Linked DNA regions of Mus musculus: all the other regions are linked to region 3. Evidence: chromatin contacts called from public Hi-C, Micro-C and promoter capture Hi-C data. All regions are on one chromosome and are shown on one strand. Each heading gives the region's core, a stretch centred on a gene start, on an enhancer-like site or on the middle of the called end of the contact. The rest is flanking DNA. Distances are from core to core; before and after follow the strand shown.

Region 1 (2,814 bases), core at 263-2,762, 920 kb after region 3:
GTACTTCAGCTACAACACTCAAGGTTCATTTCATAGTGTTTTCCAATTTCCCTTTGTTTTTGTCCTTTGACCTATTTCCATAAAATAGAGTCCATAAGGTTACACAAATTTATGGATTTCACATGTTTCTTTCTCTTACTAATTTCTAATTTTGCTTTGCAGTCTTTCTTTTTTTTTTTTTTTTCTTTTGTGGTCTTGGGATGAAACTCCAGGACCCCAGTATGCTGGCAAGGTAGATAGAAACATTATCAGCCCTTAGTCCTTAAAACATACTAAACGCTGTTGTGTGGAATACTACATGGTGTGTCTTGGAGAATGTTCTTGTGAACTTCAGAAAAATCTATATTCTGTGCTAAGTGTGGTGGTGTGTGATTAGTCCTAGAATTTAGGAGAGTGTGGTAAGAGTCCAATACCAGACATGGCTACACAGTGGAAACTGAAGTTCCTAGAGAAAAGAACAGGTACATCTGTATGGACCGTTCTATAGGACCAAATGACGGAGCTTTGTGGTTGGGGTGAGTAAAAATGTTACAGAGGAGAGACAAATGACCTTGAGCTACTTTTAATCCCATTGAAAACAATTCCTTGTCTTCCCTTGAATCTGAACGAGAAATCTCGTGGTTATCACAACTTTTCAAATACATACTTAACAGCGAGCATCTATGAATCCAAAAGCTAAGAATGTCATCAGACAGTATCTGAAACCTAAGCAGAAATTTCCTCATCCCACTACCTGTAGTCTCTATCAATAGATTTAGTAAATGCTTTGACTTAGGACTTTCTTTGTTCTGTAACTACTAAAATGTCATTTGACCACTTCCACAAAAGAAAATATCTTTCTGGACAACCTGAATCCTGGACATGGTCACTCATATTTGACTCAAGAATGAATTGTTGGAGCTGGAGAGATGGATCAGCGGTTAAGAGCACTGACTGCTCTTCCTAGAGGTCCTGAGCTGAGTTCAAGTCCCAGAAACCACATGGTGGCTCAAAACCATCTGCAATTGGATCCGATGCCCTCTTCTGAGGTGTCTCTGAAGACAGTGACAGTGTACTCACATATATAAAATAATTATTTTTAAAAAATTAAAATTACATTTATTTATTGTGTGTGGGAGTGCCTGCGCCTGTGAATGCCGTGTAACACATGTGGAGGTGAGAGGAAATTGCAGAAATCGGTTCTCTAGTTCCATCCTGTAGGGCTCAGGGACTGAACTCAGTTCTTCAGGCTTGGAGGCAATTGCCTTTATCTGCTGAGCCTCGCAAATGTAGGTTTTCTCGCCCTCGCTATTCTTTTCTCCTTTCCTCTTTATTTCAGCTATGCTTCCTAAGTACTCTGCTCCAGGTTCTCCTTTAATTATTAGGATTTACTGTGGTAAGTGGTAGCATCTACCACTGATGGCGTTTCCCACTGTTCTGGTCTTGCTGCCAGCCAGATTGGCAGAAAACTAAACCACGTTCTGAGAATCGGCTTTTGGCTCCTTTTGCCTGGTGAGGTCGCCCTAGCGATTGGGCTGCCTGGGAGCCACGTGATCTAAACGGATGATGGCGGGCGCCGCTGAAGATGTGCGTGTGCTCTTCGGAGCTGCAGTCCGAGCTGCGCTGGAGGCTTGGCCTGCTTTACAGGTAAGTGAGGTCCTGGCGGGGGGTCACGATTAAGGCTGTGACAAAATAGAAGTTGACCAGGCGAGGCGCCAGAGCCATGGCTGGGCGGTGTAAGCGGCAGACTCCCAGGCCCCGGCAGGCCACGCCGTTCTGGTTTCCATGCTGTCATGGTTGGCTTGGGCCTGTGTTCACAGATCGCTGTGGAGAATGGCTTCGGGGGCGTGCACAGCCAGGAGAAGGCCGAGTGGCTAGGGGGTGCAGTGGAGGATTACTTCATCGCCAATGGTGAGTGAATGTGAGGTGTTGCTGTCTGTCGCAGTGTGGCGTGGCAGAGCCTCGACGTAGAGAGCCCGCGTTTGATGAATGAATCGTGACTTTGAGATCAGAATTGTGTCTTTAGAGTGCCTTAGAGGCAATGACACTCAAATGCTATTATGCTGGAGAACGCATTTTGCCTTCCAGAGAGTCATTTTCCTACTTTCTAAAATGGTTATGGAAAGATCCGACGAAAAGAACTATTCGAGTCATATCTTGTAACTTAAAATTGCTGGATGAGGGGTGGGGGACAGCTCCGTGGACAAAGGCCAACAAGCATAACAGTCCGAATTTCATAGCTGGGACAACATGGAAGGAGAGAACTGGTACACGCTTAAGGTGTCCTCTGATTCTCCCTACACAAGTAAATATAATTTTAAAATTGTTGGGTGAGGAGTGTAGCCCAGTGGTAGAGCACTTTCCTAGTCTGCTCGTGTCCCTGGGCTCCAACCCTGGTGCCACCAAAACTAAAAGCAGTACCTCTGATAAATAAAAGGCAGCCAGGCCCTGTGGTGCAGGCATGTACTCTCATATTCCTGATGCAAAAGGACCTCAAGTTCAGATTCACCACAACCTTGTCTCATAATAAAAATAATATAAAGACTTGGAGATATAGCTCAATGGAAGTGCTTGCTTACTACACACATGTGAGGCTCTACACTACTCATACTACCACAAATGAATAAATGAATGAAAGAAGCAAATATTATAGTGTTATTAAATTCATATCCAAGGTCTAGCATATGGGCCATGTTTGTGATTCTAGCACCAGGGAGACGGAGACAGGGGAATTGCTCTAAGTTTCAAGCTCCATATCCCCAAGTTGTCCTTATGATAAAAGAAGGGGCTGGAGAAATGTTCAGCTGTTAAAAGTGCGTCCTGCTCTTCCTAACC
Region 2 (2,883 bases), core at 314-2,813, 1.0 Mb after region 3:
CTTGAATTTCTGATCCTCCAATCTCAGACTCTGTACTCAGGGGATGTACTACCATACCTGGCATTTATATTTCTCTTTATCCTGATCCAATTTTCCCAATGCTACCTATTAAACTGTTCAATCCCCATTGACTTGTGGTGCAGCTCTTAATTTCAGTTGACAAATTTGCTTCCAGCCAGTTTTGTACTGGGTTTCTATGAGAGTTCAAAGATGAACTGTCATTTCTCTGAGGAGTCCTCTCTCCTGTGGTGATGAAGCCACATTAAGAACTATAGTGTACAGGGACTGGAGAGATGGCTCAGCAGTTAGGAGAGCCTGTTGCTTTTGCCGGCGACCTGAGCTCAGCAGCAAGCTTTCACATGCAGATGGCTCACAACCATCAGCAACTCCAGATTCAGAGGATCCAAAGCATCCTTCTGCTCTCCACATGCATCAGGAAGGTATATGGTGCACATACATACACACACACATAACAGCAAACTCACAAACTAGAACAAATCTACAAAAAATTTAAGAAAAAAACCTACTACAGTGTAGTATTGTGATAAAGGATGCTGTGATTCTTACTCAACTGGGAGTCATAAAAACGCTGGTATTAGAAATTTCATAGAGCTACAATAGGTAAATAGAGCCTGTAAATACTATGGCTACTTTGGGGGTCCAGAAGAATCTGGGGTCTAGAGAGAAAGGTAGCAGCCAATCCTGTACTATAAGGGGAGGGAGAGCAAAAGGGCTTGTTTTCAGCAGGAATGAGTTGCAGATGAAGAACACACGTTCTGGGTGGTTGCCTTACCTAGCCCAACCCCCACCCTTAAGGTTTAGACTTGAGGAGAGGGAAAGGACTGGAAGTAAATGACCAGGAAGGAATTAAATTAATAGTTACGCTTTTTGGAGGGTTATCTCACTTCCCAGTCAAGTCAGAAGTTTCCTGAAATGGTTATTAAAGACACCCTTACCTACCCTCGCTTTAGAGATAGGTTTATTTTCTGCAGACACAGGAATCATACATGAGGGAGAAGAGGGTAAACCGGTGAGTGACAATTCCAAAGAGTTTCGGTTGCTGCTCCCGGCTGAGCCTTGCTATGCTTTAGAGTCCCGTGAGACTGGAAAGCTGCTGAAAACAGCGAACTCATTTCAGGTGGGATATACGCAGCCAAATAGACACGTGATTCCGGCGGCCATTTTCTCGCACCCGGTCTGTCGCCATCTTCCAGGAGGACAAACTATTGCCCCCTACCCTCATCTAATGCTGCCAGTGATTACTTTGGTAACAGACTAGAGAAGATACATCCTTAACCCTAGCCAGGAAGCCGCACAAAAGAGTTCGTCTTACAAATAGCTTTTGTGGCCACATGAGTATACACACACACACACACACACACACACACACACAAACAAGACACAGATACACACAACTGCCCCCCCTCCCATCGCCAGGCTCCCGCCCCCCTCTTCGCTATTTCTTTACCCGCCGGCAGCCAGGAGGCGGGGCCAGCGTGGGAGCGGGGGCGGGACTGTGCGGCGCAGCAATTATATCGAAACTCCGCCCTTGCGTCTTACGCAAATTAGGCGGAGCAAAGAGCTGGGCTGGGATCCGGAAGTCTGGGCGGAGCCTAGCTGCGCACTCCTGGACTGGCGACGTTGTGCTTCTAACAGCTCTCCGAGGTCCCTGCCGGAAGTGTAGGTAAGAGACTACTCTCTTTTTTTTCGTGGTGAGTGCTCACCAGGCCAGCAGTATAGTAAAGATTGTTTTTTTAAAGGTGAAACCAGAGATGCTCGCCATCCTGGACTAGAGAGGTGAAAAGCTGGCTCTCTTGTAAAGTAGAAGGGCCTGGAAGAGGGATACGGATAGCTCCACATGTGGCGATGCGCTGAACTGCATTCTGGCGGCCTCCTAGAGAGGCTCTAAAGATGCATCCTGGCTATGTAGAGAGGCACTGACCATGCGTATGAGACAAAATGTCGGTTGCCCTCCGCCTTTCAGGATATTTGGGCGTCATTTCGCATTACTGCCATTTCTCCCATGTAGACAGACGCCCCCATCCATGTGTGAGAAGGTCTATTACGTTTATACTTTCATTGCGTAATGGAGACAGGTGTGTCGACCCATCAAATGGTGGATGATATCATCCCTGCCCTATAAGAAAATAATTTCCAATACAAGGTTGAGCAGGCCGACTTCTGGCTTATTAAGGCATAGGTCTTTAACGGGGCTTGTCCATCTCCATACTGCGATAGGGGAGCTCAGAATTGTGTAATATCTAGAGGAAGAGAGCTCCTAACGTAGAGACCCACCCTTCTCATGTTTACCCTTGTAACCAGTCACCAGACACCATCAGCCCTCAAAATCATTGGAGACAGAGACTTATGGGCAACCACACAGATTTACCCCTCCCCCTTCATTATGGAAAATTAGACCCCCATAGCTACCCCATAAAGAATTGCTGTTTTTCTGACGGTAGTAAAGGCCCACCCAAACTGGCTTACAGTACCTGGGAACAGACTTTAGTCCACTGAGATAATGCTATGCCTCTCAAGTAGACCCTCAGGGTAGAGAAACTCAGGTTTATTTTCTTCCCTTTTGAGGTAGAGACAGAACCCCACCCTCCAAATGATTTATAATCACCAGATTGACCAAGAGAGGGGGCATCTGAGCAGTAGAGATGCAGACAACTCCCCCCTCCCATTTAGCCCAGAAAGCCAGTGATATCACTGATCATCCTACAATGCAGTGCATTCGAAATCTCTCCTCATCCATAGAATAGGAGCTCAGATTTTCTCTACTTTTAAAATTGTATTTATTTATGTATATGAATGCTCTATTTATTTACATGTGCACCTGTATGACAGAAGAGGACATCGGATTCCACGATAGATGGCTGT
Region 3 (3,048 bases), core at 54-2,553:
ACAATGCTCTAGACAGAGAACAAAACCGCAAGCAAGAGTCCAGTGAAGGTATTCGCTATGAGCTACTTCAAGGTAAGGGTGGCCTAGCAGGCTAGAAAATGAGTAAACTAGAATATCTCTGGAGTGGAGGAACACAGCAAAGATTCATAACGAATACTTCTAGAGATGGGTGAGAGGAAACTACGAGCTATACAGCAAAAACTAAGATATGAAATAGTAGGCTTAAGTATGAAAAAGTAGGGTTACTATCAAAGTCACTCTAACTTATCAGCCTAACCCCTTTTCTACAAAACATTTATAATGGCCTAAGTGTTATCTTATTTTGTACTTTGCTTCTCCTTTCCCGCGATCTCGGATTTGCTCTCCCCGCATAAACTTAACTGATAAAACCCCAAACCCTCCACCAATTTGGCAAGCGAACAAGTTCAGGCTTATTTACGGTTTTCTGGTAGGAAAAAGGCAAATCAAAGCAACAATCTCTTAGGCGTGTGGGGGGCATGCGGAGGGGTGGGGGGCATCGCAATCCCACGCTGCTGAGCGGAACGCTGGGTCAGAAATTCAAAAGTGCCACAGCAGAGAGGGGGGGGGGGAAAGGAATCAGAGTGGAGCGTTCCATCGGGAGGTGCGGGTGCGGGGAGGGCTGAGTAGAGCACAAAGTACACAGCTTGGGATCGGACGCCAAAGCAGAGTTACGGTTCCCAAATTTTCCCAGAGGTGTCAAACAAGTTTAGGAAGGTGGAACAATGCAGACCGGAAGGAAGCCGCGGGCCAAACAACTGGCAGCAAATTTCGGGAACGCCTCTTTTGGCGGGAGGGGTAGTGGGCGGGGCGACGCACGGTTCGGCCCATACCATTCGGGCCAGAGGGGGTCTGCGCCGAACTCCGCCAACTGACAGTTGGGAAGAGACTCGAGTTCAGTGTATGCCAAAAGGGAAAGCAAGTTCAGATCCAAGCCCCACCAAGAGGATCAAGGAACATTTCAGGGTTCACAATGTCTCGGGTTGCATGGGGGTAGGTTGTACTACTTTGCAGACAAGCAGGGGGAACCGGACCGGGACGCGCGCAGGGCCACAGCCGGTTTTAATCTCACCAGAGCCATTGGGTCCAATGATGGCGGTAAACCTCTGAAATGGTCCGATAATCTGTCGACCCTTGTACGATTTAAAGTTCTCGATCTCAATCAGTTTCAGGAAACCCATGACAGCGGCGCTGGCGTAGGAAAGGCCGCGCCTTACTCCTGGGAACGAGGTTAGCCCGCGCGGGAAATAGCGCAGTGCAAGCCGGGTGTACAGTAAGCCTCGCGATAATAAGTCCAAGCCAATCACGATTTCCTGTTTCCGGGGCCAGAAATGGTCACTTCCGCCTGAAATAGCGCTTTTGTTGAATTGTTGCCCGGCTGGAGCACGCGCTGGGCGCTCAGGCCCCGCCCCTCTACGTAGTTACCCAGCAACTGTTGAAGTGGCCGCCAACTAGGACGGGAAGCGTTAGTGCTCTGATCACTTCGGGGGAAATCAGAGCAAGCAGGCGGGGTCTGAGCCCACGCTTGCTGGGAAAGAAGTCACTTCAAGGTTCTGCCAGAGCTAGTGGGAGGCAGAAGCTCGGCTGGGGTTTGTAGTCTAGCCAGCAAGGGGGGAGACGGGGAGAAGCGCTTCAGCCAAGGATTCAGTCGGGAATGGGAAGGCGCCCTCGGAAGGGTGGGCAGTTTGGGATGGAAGAGGGATCAAAGGGAGGACTTAGATGAGGCGAGCTTAGAGTGTGAGGACGATGAGAGTATCTCTTAGACAACAGAGATACAAGTTGGGAAAGGCTGTGTTCTGAAATACTGCCCCTATCGTCTGCTTCTCTCTTATTTCTCCAAGCAGAATTTAAAGACTGCCGTTGTAAATCCAAGAGTCAACTTGGGTCCAATCCATTTTCGAGCTTCAAAACTGGAATTCTGTACTGAGAAAGGTATCTTGTGTGAACACTAGGAGTCCAGGTCCTTAAGCCAGTGCTCCAGCTCTGTCCTTTTCCCTCCCTGTTAAATCAAGTTTCCCCCATTTCCACCACTTCCCCTCTGTCTCTTTCCCTCCCCCTTTCTCTCCTCTCTCCCTCCCTTTCTCTTTCTCTCTCCTCTCTCCCTTCCTCTCCCCCTCCCCTCTCTCTCCTCTCCTTCCCTCTCCCTCTCTCCTCCCTCCCTCTCTCGCTCCAACTCTGTCCTTTTCCCTCCATTACATCAAGTTTCCCCCATTTCCACCTCTTCACCTCTCTCTCTCCCTCCCTCTTTCTCTCCCTCTCCCCCCTCTCTCTCCCCTCCTTCCCTCTCCCTCCCTCTTTTTCTCCTCTCTCCCCCCTCTCTTCCTCTCTCCTCTCTCTCCTTTATACCCTGTCCTTCTCCAATTCTTTTCCATCCCCTTTTTCTTCATTCTTTCATTCCCCTTCTATCACCTTATAGTCATGATCTTAGCAGCCCAGGATGTCTACTGAATCATCCCCCTATTGTGACAACAGATTGTCTTTATAGGCCGGGGTTAGTGCCATTTTCAGTTAGATATGGAAAGAGTCTGGTGGTTTCCACAGCTATTCCTGGGTATCTTCTTTTATTTTTTCAAAAGTTTCTCCATCTAGCTCTGACTGTCCTGGAACTCTGTAGACCAGGCTGGCCTCGAACTCAGAGATCCACCTGCTGGGATCAAAAGTGTGTGCCACCACTGCCCGGCTTTGTAACTGTGTGCAAGTGCAAGCGTGATCAAATGTGTGCACAAGCCACAGACATTAGGCATCAGATCCCTTGGAGCTGGAGTTACAGGTAGTTGTGAACCACCTAACACGAGTACTCAAAGAACTCTGAAAGAACTGGAAGTATTCTTAACCACCATGCCATCTCTCTAGTCCTATTCCTGTAACTATTTTTAAATAATGTCTAAAAGCTGGGAAGAATCCTAAAGAGTCTAGGAAGGTGAGAAAGCTCAGTTGATAGAATCTGATATGAAGCTCTTTTGGGAAACCAGTCACAGGCAACATGAGGGAATAAAATCATCAGAGGCTTGAAATCTCACATACATTTTT
Region 4 (3,112 bases), core at 540-3,039, 970 kb after region 3:
GGCCCACGTGAGAATATCCTAGAGGCTCTGCTAGGCTGCTCAGATACTCAGGACTATGAAAAGGCCCATCGGGGTCTGTGGCCCCAGCCTGACCTAGAGTTGTTCCACCACACTGCAAACCCAAGCAACCATCCTGATGATTTTTCCAAACAATCTCCTGGCCCAGCAGCTCTCCCTTCTGACCTCTCTGTCCTATTCCTTCGTACCAGCAGCGCCTTCAGCCCCTTCCTCCAGGCTCAGCTCCACCTTTCTCTCTCATCAATACCCCCTACCTCTTCCTCCCCTTGTCCTGTGGCCACACACACCTAGCAGAAGCACAATCTAGGATCAGTCCACCATCTCCCTCTCTCTTTTGCTCATACTTTCGGGCTACTGAGTCGTATAAGGGGAAATCACATAAGGAGAAAGCTTGCATTACTCTCCAGCTTCAGTTTGGGGAAGCGGGAAGACCACAGATTTTGGACTCTGATCTGTTTTTAAATCCAGGCACCATAATGACAGTGTGACCTTGGACAAGTTACTTCTCAAAGCCTCAGTCTGCACCCCTAAAAATGTAATTGATGATATCCACTTCACAGATGGCTCCTGAAGCTGAAACAAAAACCCTTGTAAAAGTACCCAGTTCAGTGCCATGCACAAATGTAGTCACTTAGCTAATGGGAGACTTCTTTTCTCCTATTCCAACCACATCCCCATTGCTGCCCTGAAATCCTGCCCCCTTTTCTTGGAGTGCTTCCTCTCCTGTTAGCCTCAACAGTTAGAAGAGAAAGGAGTCTTAAGGCTTGAGGGCGCAAGGGACAGATAAGAGCAAGGGGCAAAGGCTGAAAGGACTGGACCGAATACTGCAGGAGGTGGGGGTAGGGGTTGAGGGGACCCAAGGGGCTAGGGTGAGCATGTCGGCTCCAAGTCCTAGAACAAGAACCCGTTCCCGGTACCAGGCCCGTGGCCCAGGTTCCCATGCTGTCTGGATCACTCACCAGGCCGAGGCTGCGAGCCCTCCAGGTGGTAGGAGAAGCGCAGGGCCCGGTGGTGCTGAGGACTAGGGCCGCAGGGTAAGACCCGGGAGCTTGGAGGCGCTCCCAGGCTGGCATCCGAGGGTCCAACAAACTGAGGATCCAAAGGGCCTCCAAGAGCCGTGCCTGAGCCCCTGCTCACCGGCAGCCCGGGTTCCAAGGCTCCAGGGTCCGAGTCGGCACAGGCCAGCGGAGCGGCACCGGGGGTATTTGCCGCTGAGCGTTCGGGATCCGAAGGCCCAGGGCCCCCCGGGACTCGGTGGCCATGCATGGTCCGGGCCTGGGCGCGGGGCCCGGGCTCCCCGCTTGGCTCCAGTTCCTGGGGCGGAGGCGCGGGCGGAGAAGGCCCGGCGCCCGGCGGAGCAGCGGCCTCAGGCTCGGGGGGCGGGGCTGCGGGCTCAGCCCCACTGCGGAGACTCGAGCCCCCGACCCGGGCTCCGGCCAGCAGCCGTGGCGGCAGCAGCAGCAGCAGCCGCGGCCACCGCCGTTGCCGCGCCAGGCATCGCCAGCCCTGGCCCCAAGCGGGGAGTGGGCTCGGCGGGGCCGGGGGCCCGCTGGGGAGCGCTGTCTATGCGGCTGCGGCTAGGCGAGGGTCGGGGGCTGCGCTAGGCACGAGCTCTCCTAATAGATGACCAGTCACTTCCGTAGCCGGGGGCGAGCGGCCAGCCGGATCCCACCGAGGGGGGTCTCTTTCTCCCGGAATGAGAATCGACCTGGGTTCTCTGGGCTAGTCGGGAAGGGTTCTTCCTCCCGCCGCAGCGGAGGCTGGGGGCGGAGGAGAGGGGAGGGGGAGAGGAGAGGAAGGAGGGAAGAGAGGACGGCCGCGGCCGGGAGGCGCGCGTGTGCGCCGCGCTCTCCGGCTGCGAGGCTTGCCTTCGGGCAGTCCTCCGGAACGATGCTCCAGCCGTGCGGGCGGAGGACCGGGCTGGACCGGGCTTCTCCGCCTTCGTCCTGGGTCTGCACCGCGGCAGGCGGGAAGAGCCCTGGGAACTGGGGGATGGGGAGGCGCGAGCCGTTGCTGAGACAGCCGCAGCCACCGCGGCGCTGAGACCCAGTTATTGGAGCCCCGCCCCCTCGTCGGGATTTGAGCTTGGCCACGCCCCCTCGCTAGGGCCAGTTTCACCTCTAACTGCTAGGAGCTTAAGGCCCTCCTTCTGCTGGCCCTTCAGCTTTCCTTCCCATCCTTCCTTGGTCCCACAGAGGCGAGTCTCTGGGCCCAATTTCCGAAATCGACCCTTCCGTCGCATCTCATGCCTTCTTCCGCTCTCCCATCACACTCTTTCCCAGAAGCCTTTCCACATGTCCCAGAGTTAAGCTAGGCTTGGCACGTAGCGATCCTTTAGTACTTATTTTCTCAGACCAGATCTCATGGCCCTTTACTTTTCCACTCTTTTTGTCGCGGTCCCTTGTTTTGTCCGTTACCCGGCTGGCAGCAACCCAAAACTGAACCAGTCCAACTGTTTGCCTTTTTTTCCATGCTTGTGCCCAGGCAGCTGAACACTACTGGGTAACACTACAATTTTCCACATTTGTGTCATGATAAACCCTCATTTCCCAGCTTCTACAAGTCCCTCAGAACTGACCCGACACCCTACTAGTAGTCAACTTTCTTTTCTGTTTCACCCCCATTGCCTAGATAACTCTCATCCATGGTGGCCATATCAAATCTAGTCTCCCCAAGATCTTGATTTGTGCCCCCAACTCCGTCCCACGGTACTTAGCTGATAAGCCCATGTCCTACTTACATGGAGTGAACAGAAGACGCCAGAAGAAAGGTCTGGAATTCTTAGCAACAGACCTCTGAGTTCGTTCCGAGTCCCTTCGCTCTGGGCTTTAAACAGTCAGGTATCTTCTCCCATCTAAAAAAACAAGCACCAAAAGTTATCTCTCTTCTCTTTTTACAGATGACTCAAGACTTGCTCATAGTCAAGTGTCCCATTTCCTACCTCCCACTTATCTTTAACCCTGCTACAACTCACCTCTACTACTTCTTCCAAGCTATTTTTCTTATCAAGGTCTTCCATAGCTTACGTTACTAAACCGAAAAGAATCTCTTTAGAGGTCATCCTACTTGGACTTGCTAGCATTCAGGTAGCACC

What was found. Hi-C and Micro-C count contacts between places; a contact is called where the count stands out from the background. Capture Hi-C pulls out chosen DNA fragments and counts their contacts.
Region 1: a Hi-C map of CD8 T cells shows a contact between it and region 3, with 8 times the contacts expected there. The contact joins the promoter of Tsr2 here to the promoter of Smc1a in region 3. A contact is called at or near these places in 5 of 39 promoter capture datasets (the C10 cell line, erythroid cells, liver and 2 more) and 1 of 484 Hi-C or Micro-C datasets (CD8 T cells).
Region 2: a promoter capture Hi-C map of adipose tissue shows a contact between it and region 3, with 3 times the contacts expected there. The contact joins the promoter of Gnl3l here to the promoter of Smc1a in region 3. A contact is called at or near these places in 3 of 39 promoter capture datasets (the C10 cell line, erythroid cells and liver), 3 of 484 Hi-C or Micro-C datasets (B cells, CD4 T cells and regulatory T cells), 6 of 115 datasets of contacts at active chromatin or transcription factors (astrocytes, embryonic stem cells, large pre-B cells and 2 more) and 2 of 9 other capture datasets (adipose tissue and liver).
Region 4: a Micro-C map of embryonic stem cells shows a contact between it and region 3, with 7 times the contacts expected there. The contact joins the promoter of Fgd1 here to the promoter of Smc1a in region 3. A contact is called at or near these places in 4 of 39 promoter capture datasets (the 3T3-L1 cell line, liver, pre-B cells and 1 more), 1 of 484 Hi-C or Micro-C datasets (embryonic stem cells) and 1 of 115 datasets of contacts at active chromatin or transcription factors (astrocytes).

What each region holds. Positions count from the first base shown.
Region 1 is chrX:151,095,241-151,098,054 of GRCm38.p6, reverse strand. Tsr2 (TSR2 20S rRNA accumulation) reads left to right here and starts at 1,512. Exons shown (of 5, transcript NM_001164578.1): 1 at 1,512-1,626; 2 at 1,800-1,890. The coding sequence starts at 1,543.
Region 2 is chrX:151,016,002-151,018,884 of GRCm38.p6, reverse strand. Gnl3l (guanine nucleotide binding protein-like 3 (nucleolar)-like) reads left to right here and starts at 1,563. Exons shown (of 16, transcript NM_198110.2): 1 at 1,563-1,684.
Region 3 is chrX:152,014,683-152,017,730 of GRCm38.p6, reverse strand. It overlaps Smc1a (structural maintenance of chromosomes 1A), which reads right to left and starts at 1,303. Exons shown (of 25, transcript NM_019710.2): 1 at 1,091-1,303. The coding sequence starts at 1,199. It overlaps Ribc1 (RIB43A domain with coiled-coils 1), which reads left to right and starts at 1,436. Exons shown (of 8, transcript NM_025660.3): 1 at 1,436-1,568; 2 at 1,863-1,950.
Region 4 is chrX:151,045,847-151,048,958 of GRCm38.p6, reverse strand. It overlaps Fgd1 (FYVE, RhoGEF and PH domain containing 1), which reads right to left and starts at 1,789. Exons shown (of 18, transcript NM_008001.4): 1 at 978-1,789. The coding sequence starts at 1,284. It overlaps Gm46690 (a long non-coding RNA gene), which reads left to right and starts at 2,867. Exons shown (of 2, transcript XR_001782846.2): 1 at 2,867-3,112.